Linked DNA regions of Mus musculus: region 1 is linked to region 2. A link is a contact called in public Hi-C data. All regions are on one chromosome and are shown on one strand. Each heading gives the region's core, a stretch centred on a gene start, on an enhancer-like site or on the middle of the called end of the contact. The rest is flanking DNA. Distances are from core to core; before and after follow the strand shown.

Region 1 (4,047 bases), core at 1,258-3,757, 38 kb before region 2:
CAAAACTCCAGAGGAAGGTAATAATCTTTTCACAAAACTATTTGTTTCTAGGAACAGTAAAACCTGTTGAGGACAAACGGGCTGTAAAGCAGGGGATGCCCAAGCCCAGAGGAAAGAGTGTGCGGGGAAGAACAGCAACTCGGAAGCTAAACCACTTACTTTTGAGTCTCGGGCCACTGTGTCCACTGTGTACTGGCCATACTATGTCAGAAAAGTCATATTATTATCTCATCTGTATGATGTAGATAGTACTGTCTAGGGGGTCATTGTGAGAGTTAAGTGCAAACACTTCCTGCAGACCTACCTGAGTGGTAAGTCGATAGACAAGACAAGTTAGCTGAGTTTAAGTGAAGTAACTGGTTTCTCCATTGATTCATATTTCATTTAGATGGAATGCCAAGGAAACAGAATTGTGAGAGAGGAGTATGAAAGAAGTTGTTGAAAGGCACGGCATCTTGTCTTTGAGATGCTGCAGTGCTCTGTATCCTAGGAAGCTAGGCCTGAGTGTAGTCTGTCACTGCAAAATATAGCATACAAGGCTCAGAGCTCCATAGCCATCCCTAGGACATGTGGCAACACCAAGACCTTTGGTGCTCAAGTCCCTTTCATACAGTGACACAGTACTTTTATTATAACATATGCATATCCTTCAGTATGCTCTAAGTCATCTCTATATCACTTCTGTAATACAAATGGTATGTTGATATTTGCTATACGATTTAAAGAACCAAGTAAAAGGAATCTGTTTTTGCTTGATGCTGACACAACTCTCTAACACACACACACACACACACACACACACCACCCTTCATCTAAAGTGTTTACATGTGCAGATGCAGGGGAATGGGAGCAGGGTATGACTGATCACACAGGGGAGCAGCAAGCATCATCTTCCCCCAGGACTCATGCTAGCTCAGCAGCGTCTCACTGAGACTCATGACTTGGCAGGAAGAGGGTTCTGGGAAGATTTTGGATACCTCCTCAGAAGCAATGAGGCCAGGGAGTAAAGCAAAAGAGTGTGTGCTACAGAGCCTGGCTGAGCTGGATCTCAGAAACAGGAACAAAATCAGCTTTGAGGTTGTCAGTGATATCACAACAGATGTGGACCACCAATGCTAACTCAATACAGATGAGAAACAGATGAGTGTAATAATTGTTTTTCTTTTAAGTCTCATGAAGCAGTTTAGGCAGAACAAGCTCTAAAACTTCTCTACATTTCTGAAACAATACACCATGTATCAAGCAGTGGAGAACTACAATTGAAGTTATCTTTCCCACAATGCCAGGCTTGATTTAAAAAAGACATTTAAATTTGTTCTTACATGTAATGGGGGTCCCATAAAGGTCGCTTTGTGAGGTCAGACAAGAGATGATAAGCTATGTGGGCTGGACTGCCCACAAGCTTTTCAACCTTAACAGATATGGCATCTTGCTCCTCCAGGGTATATATTTTTATCTAAAAGATAGGAAGAAAAATTAGAAGAGAAAAAAATATTGTTTACTTTAAAGACACAACACAAACACACACACACACACACACACACACACACACACACACACATTTATGCACACACATGAATGGGCAGTCATACATCCTTGCCTGTACCAAGTAAGGCATCTATGTGGTCAACAACAATCTCACTTCAATCTTGGATGCTAGTTCTGTGACATCCAAATAATACATGGGCTAGTTAATTTGCATCATGTTTTGTTGTTGTTAATGAAAAATAAAGAACAAAAGCTTTTCTCTCTTGCTTTCTGTGATATTTCCTGCTTCCACACACTAAAGACAGAGAATAGCACAGGATGTTACACCGATCCATGTCCCATTTACCCTAAGACTGGATGGCAGTGCTCTCCCAGAATATCAGCATGCCTTCGAGTGGACTAAAGGAACCCAGGAAACAAACCAACTATCTCTAGGACAAACAATTTCTCAGAAGGACCCACAGAACATACTTCTTTAGTGTTATTTGCTTTCTGAATCCCAAGTCCAAATTCTAATATGTAATATCTGTTAGATAAGCAGTAGTCACTCGACATATAATAAAACACTAATGCCATTTCTGTGGCTCTGAGCTTTCTCCTTCTCCTCCTCCTCTCCCTCCTCCTCCTCTTCTTCCTCCTCCTCTCCCTCCTCCTCCTCTTCTTCCTCCTCCTCTTCTTCCTCCTCCTCTCCCTCCTCTTCTTCCTCCTCCTCCTCTCCCTCCTCTTCTTCCTCCTCTTCCTCTTCTTCCTCCTCCTCTCCCTCCTCTTCTTCCTCCTCTTCCTCTTCCTCCTCCTCCTCTTCCTCTTCCTCCTCCTCCTCTCCCTCTTCCTCCTCCTCTTCATTCTAATTATCAGAACTATGTGTTCCACCAAGAGCACATTTTTATTCTGCTCATTTTCTCCACTTCTTTCAGGGTGTTTTGAAGTTAGTGTTGAAAATTTCTATCTTATAATCATTACCATGACAACAGGCTGTGAGAAGACAAACATGAGGTTAGGACTCCAACCACAGGAATCAGGCAGTTGGAAAGAAATCAAGCTGTGAAGAGCTGGCCTCTATTGAATCATATATCTGTGTCTAAACATAATATCATCCTTGCTACTAGACTAAAGAAACAAGAAATCACAACTACAGTAGCTTAGGCAGCAAACAAGTGACTACCCACTTATGTAAACACATCCCTTCCAAGCCTTGTATATCTTTATTTAGTTCCAGTCTAAAAAGAAAGACCTAGCCCAGCCTGTGAGCACTTGATGAATACAAACAAATCCAGGTAGAACTCCACCTGGCTGCCTTCAGCACAGAACCTAAAGAAGATCTATTGGTGTAAATCCAGAGAGGAACTTGAAGGCCAGGTATCTCCAGACCTGGCTCTCCATGCACAGCCAAGCCAGTGGAACTGGTCGTACAGTTGCCTTGGGATTGCCTGCTTTGGTGAATCAGGGTGTGGGGACAGATTGTGCTATTGGGCCATACAGTTGCTTGGAGTTTCACACTCCTGCCCACAATCCCATGATAGAGTCCTAACCTCTTATACCTTGTAATGTGACTTTATATGGCAATAGGGTCTTTGCCAATATAATTCACCTAACAGGTTGTATCTCAATACAGTAGGCCCACTATAACTGATGTTTTTATAGAGAAGGGAAGCTAGACACAGACATGCACACAGGGAGGACACCATGTGGAAATGAAGATAGTGATGCACCTGCAAGCCAAGGAGCCTATTGACCAGCACTGCTCTAGAAGCTGGGTGAGAGGTGAGGTACTCATCTCCTCAGAAGTGACCAGGGTGCCTACATCTTGATCTCAGGATAGCAGTTTTCACAAGGGAGCTCCTATAGATTCCTATTGTTTCAGTAACCCAGTGACCAGTCCTCCATTGTGACAACCTTAGGAAATTAAACCAGCAATTTTCTAGCAAGTTGCCCTCCAGCTTGCAGATATATTTTATCCTTGAGCCAAAAGAAGTAGCCACCTTCTGTTTTTATAGATGGAGCTCACTGGTTAAGCCAGCACCAAGATCCATAGTGGATGAATGAATGGCATCTATTCCTTCCCTGAGAAGTCCTTCTCATTTTCCTGCTACCTGAACCAATGCCACAGATGCAAAGGGGACAAAGAAAGGCAGTGGTCCATTTTGGCTCTCTTTAAATTTTCCAAAGAAAAGCCACTGTGGTGGTTTGAAGGAGATCTTTCACATAAGACTCCAGATACTTGGTCTCCAGTTGGTGGCTGTTTGGGAAGGATTAGGAAGTATGGTCTTGTTGGAGAAGGTGTGTCACTGGGGTGGGCTTAAGATTTTAAAAGCCTATGCCATTTCCAGTGTGTTCTTTCTGCCTCCGGCTTGAGGCTGAGATGTGAGCTCTCTTTTGTACCTACCTCTCCCCATGTCTTTGCTCTGTCATTGTGAACACTAACTCTCCAGAACATAAGCCCAATAAGACATTTTCTTCTGGAAGCTGTCTTGATCATGCTGTCTGATCACAGCAGCAGACAGTAACCAATCCATGAAGCTTGGCTTCATGGGAAGATTCTCCAAGAAGATGGCTTCTCTT
Region 2 (4,458 bases), core at 1,882-4,381:
ATGTAGGAGTGATCTGGCTGTGACATCTGTCACCCCATTGATCGCCGGGGTTGATTCTGCCGATCTGGATGGATGGATGGATGGGTGTCCCCTCCCTGCCTCATGGATCCATGTGTGTCCGTCCCAAGGCTGCACACTGGGTCAAACAGGATGACTTGTCTTTGGACAAGGAAAAACAAGTAGCTGTGTTTCCTTACTAGATCCTCCAAACAAACTCGAAAGTCAATTTTTAAAGGAACAAAAAGTAAAGACAAAAAGTATCTGACATGATGAGGTCAGTGGTTTCCAGATGTTCTTTAGATGTAGTGTGGAGGTGAGACCAGAATACAGGGAGAAGACCTTGAGCATCGCTCTGAAACCCACAAGGCAGGATGGTGGGGTCGGAGACTAGGCAGTGGTGTGGAGGTTCAGCACAGGGGCTGGGATGAAGAGATTCCTCTAATGTGGCATTAGTAAATCCAAACACGAGAGGGTTATGTATTAAATGTGTGGAGCAGGAAGACACACAGATAGCACGTCAAGGTTGAGTCCAAATAAGGGCACGGTTATGAGTCAGGTGGCACTCGTTAAAAGTGAACATTCAGAAAGATTCATCAATACCATGGAGAAGGAAGAGTGGTCTTGAGAGAGTTAAAACAAGAAGTGGACATGGGTTTGGAGCATGCCGCAGTAATGGTTTCAAGCTTCTGGTCTGAAAAGACTGAAAGAATACGGAGTAGATGACAGCTGTCGGGCCTAATGCTTATGTGATCTGAGCTGTCCGATTCTTTTCTTATATTGAGAAAGATGTTTTGGAATCTAGCAGTGCCTTGAGGACATGGTCATGGGCATTATTTATCTTAGAAGATGTAAGTATACAGAGCCCTGGTCAACAGAACTCTGGTTGAAACAATGCTAGAAAAACATTACCAGTTATGAAGTTACCAATGGCAATATAATTACTAAAGCATAGTATAATTGATTACCTATAGTCTTCCTGTGATCTAAGTTCCCCAAAAGGTCAAATTAGAATCTCTTAATGCCAATTGTAATCAGTGCCTTGGAAATAGATATTATTCTTATCAGCAATATCAATGATTTCTGTAATTCTTTTATTTACATATTTCTGATTTCTTGTAACATTGTTCTAACCCAATTCAAATCTTGTTAAGACTGAAACCGAACAAATCAACAAATAAAACAAAAGGACTGTCATTGAAAATGTAGCCACATTTTACGGATGACTAACAGGTGAGAGTTAGTACTGTATTAATCCAAGAAGAAGAGCAGGGGTCCATAATGTTTTGAACTTTACTTGAGTTGCGCTCAGTATATAGAATGTGACTAGAACACATGACATGTAAAGTTCCTCTCAGATCTAATGTTTTTCATCTGAATACATTTTTGCCCAGAGCAAGAACCAGACAGTGGAAGTTTAGCACAAGGGTCAGGACTTCAGAGACTCATGAACCTGGGGAAACGGAGAAAGGACATTGAAACTGAGGAGCAAGGCATGGGAATGGGCAAAGAAGGAACAGCAGGTACAAAGTTTCTTATGGAGAAAAGCTTGGCAAACACTAGAAAAACCCCAGAAGGCTGCCAATGCCGCAACCAGACAGTCTGGCGGGGAGGCAGTTACCATGGAGATTATTTGTATGTGAGACACAATGCTGTACTTATTCTTAGTATTAATGGCCTCTGGTGGAACATCCTATAGCCAATCAGTCTACTGTCCTAAGCTAGGCTCTGAATCAACTCATGTCTATCTATGTGGCTCCTCAGAGAATGAGTTCTCCACTACAAGAGCATCTGTGAAAAATGGGGGGACTTTGGGTTTTACCTCAGGGATGATGGGAAGATACAGAGAGGTCCTGAGTGGGAATCAGAGATATGATTCATGTATTGAAAGTTCACTGTGCATAGATAAGAGATCCCAGGGAATCGAGATAGCACTAGGACACCAAAAGACTTTCTTCTGAAGGGAGCGTGGCAAGGCTTGCTTGTATCCAAGACTATCACTGGTCCAAAGATGAGAGAAGTCAGCATGGGCACAGGAAATTCATGTACTGCTCAACCTAGGCTTTTAGTTAGAAAGCCATTTATATTACAACACACTGGTTTTAAAAGCAGGCCTTTCTTTTATCTTTAGGCGTAAGTCGGTCACAGTCAGATCATAAATCATAACAATGCTGAGCAGCTGCCTTTTCTGGGGTGGCCATAGCACAGCATTATGGACTGGGTGGCTTGGACAATAGACATTCGGTTTCTCAGAGTTCTGAAGGCTGTCAGGTCCACCAGACTGGTGAAAACTCTCTTCCTGGTTTGCAGGCCGGCTCTTGCTGCGGCCTCACGTGTCACGTGCTTCTAAGATCTAAAAGACTTAGTGCCCTGAGATGAGGTTGTGTTCTTCTCATCTCTTTAATCCTCGATTATACGACACAGCCACACCACGGTACTTGCTGTCACTTTCAAAATACAAACTTCAGAGATGGCATGGAGAGAGACATCATTCAGTCCTTATTAGATGATTTTGTGCCACCACCCCCAACGCTTAGTGCTGGGATGGAAATCACACCGGCCTCAAGCAAGCTAGGCAAGCCCTTCGCAACTGGATTATACCAGCAGGCCTTCTTACTCCCATTCTCTCTCAGGAATATCAAGTTTCCCCTGCCTGCCTAACAGTAAATGGTAGTAAACTGAACACAGAAGAGAACCTGGCAAAGGAGCAATCAAGCTTTTAAATCATGAAAAGCATGAATTCTGACCAGTTGTGCAAGAACACTTTTGCTGTTGCAGTAAATAATGTAGTTGTTTGTTAAGAAAATATAGTAACATGTGCACATTTGTGTGTGTGTGTGTGTGTGTGTGTGTGCGCGCGCGCGCGCGCGCGCCTATGAGACTACAAAGTGAATTGGGGTTTCATGCTTGCAGTGTGAACACTTTTTCCAGCCTCAGTTCTACTTAGTCAATAAACTCTATCTTTAGAATTTTAAATATGGTTAAGTACAGATATACGCAATCTATATAGCAAAGTCTTTGCGTGGAGGCGGGGAGAGGATGTCTTCACTTTGTTTTGTGAGTTGAAAGGAATCCAGCCAAATAAACATGTGAGAACCACTAGTCTAGGTCGCTGTCAGCAGCTATCTTAGTCATTCCTGTCTGCGGCTGCTCTCAGCTCTGGGAACACTGCCCTTTACTTTGCTTCCTTCCTTTTCCCACGCTCTCTCTGGCTTCCACGCCAGCCTAGCGCATCCCTAATTTCAGACACTCCAGTCCTTCAGGATCCCCGGACAGTATCACCTCCCTGGCCACCAGCAGCAGCCCTCCCCGACCGACGGTGCCCTCGCGTGGGCCGGCACCTACCCGCCAGGCAAGCGGTGGTGTCCATCCACTTGAGCAGCTGCCCTGCGCTCAGCTCGCCGCGGGAGTCGGCATGAGCCGGCTGGATGGCCTGGCTCATGAGCACCTCACCCGGCGCCACCATCGACTCCATCGTCCTGGCTGAGAGAACCCCAGACGCCAGCAGCAGGCCATCCCGATCCCCTGGGGCCCGCCCCCGCTCCAAAGGGCGCTGCCCGCGCCCGCTGCCAGGTGCTTAGGAGGTGAGAGGTCAGGGTCCTACGAGTCAGCCGGGGACTGTCGCGAGGAGGGCGAGGAGGGCGAGGAGGGTGAGGGAGTAGAGTACGCCAGCCTCTCTCGGAGCAGAACAGGAGCGCTGCCCTAGCTCCAAAACGCATGGGGCAGAGACAGGTGTTTCTAGAATGCAGGACAATGGTCATCATCAGAAGACCTTGGCAGAGGAGGGAGCTTTAGAAGGGATTGCATGCTCTCCGGAGAGGGCAGAGCCTTTGCTGTGGAAATGTTTTAGAGAGCTTGGCTTCTGTTTTTTGTTGCTTGGTTGGTTTAGTAGTTGGCCTTTTTCCCCCTGACAGACATTGCAACACTTACTGCTCCGGCCTTTGTTTAAACTCTACCTACAGGTTCTTAGGACACTACAGCGGCTCCAAAGATCATTTTGTTAGGAAACTGATTACACTGCCAAACAAACTGAAAAACAAACGTCCCGAGGAGCTGGAGGGTGTAGTGCATCAGTCACCAAAACTAGAGAAGGCAACATTCTGAGTTTTCTAGTGTCCCCCCACCCCAACGTTCATGGGAGAAAAATCTAGGACACTGTATATGAACTCGAGGCCCACACTCAAGGCTAGCAGGTGCTATACTTTGTAGAGTGTCAGCCACTGGCTTTACAAAGCAGGTCTTTTGGGGGAAACGGGATCAAAACCCTTCAGTGGCTCTCGGATCTGAGGATGGAGTAATGGAAGCCTGGAGGGGTGAGGTGGCTTGTCTGGTACTACCTAAAACATCAGGACGAGGTGGCAGGAACCAGGGCCTCCTGACTGTCCTGGGACCTCACTGACGCCTGGGAATATTGCTGCACTTTCAGCATTAGGTCTCTGGCCACCGAGCTCAGCCTGAGAG

What was found. A called contact is a pair of places that touch in the nucleus more often than the background predicts.
Region 1: a Hi-C map of cortical neurons shows a contact between it and region 2, with 1.8 times the contacts expected there. The contact joins the enhancer-like site here to the promoter of 4833422C13Rik in region 2. A contact is called at or near these places in 2 of 39 promoter capture datasets (the 3T3-L1 cell line and hippocampal neurons), 2 of 484 Hi-C or Micro-C datasets (cortical neurons and cumulus cells), 1 of 115 datasets of contacts at active chromatin or transcription factors (embryonic stem cells) and 3 of 9 other capture datasets (adipose tissue, liver and pancreatic islet).

The regions. Positions count from the first base shown.
Region 1 is chr13:91,778,596-91,782,642 of GRCm38.p6, reverse strand. Acot12 (acyl-CoA thioesterase 12) reads right to left here. Exons shown (of 15, transcript NM_028790.3): 12 at 1,323-1,456. Among named protein-coding and RNA genes, the nearest start is that of Zcchc9, 27 kb to the left of the region's middle. Within about 2 kb of position 2,507, at least 25 of the 459 cell types and tissues checked have an H3K27ac peak or open chromatin away from gene starts, as enhancers often do. A contact at or near this core is called in cortical neurons, where this site is marked.
Region 2 is chr13:91,740,545-91,745,002 of GRCm38.p6, reverse strand. It overlaps 4833422C13Rik (RIKEN cDNA 4833422C13 gene), which reads left to right and starts at 3,131. Exons shown (of 2, transcript NR_015501.1): 1 at 3,131-3,581. Acot12 (acyl-CoA thioesterase 12) reads right to left here and starts at 3,482. Exons shown (of 15, transcript NM_028790.3): 1 at 3,343-3,482. The coding sequence starts at 3,472.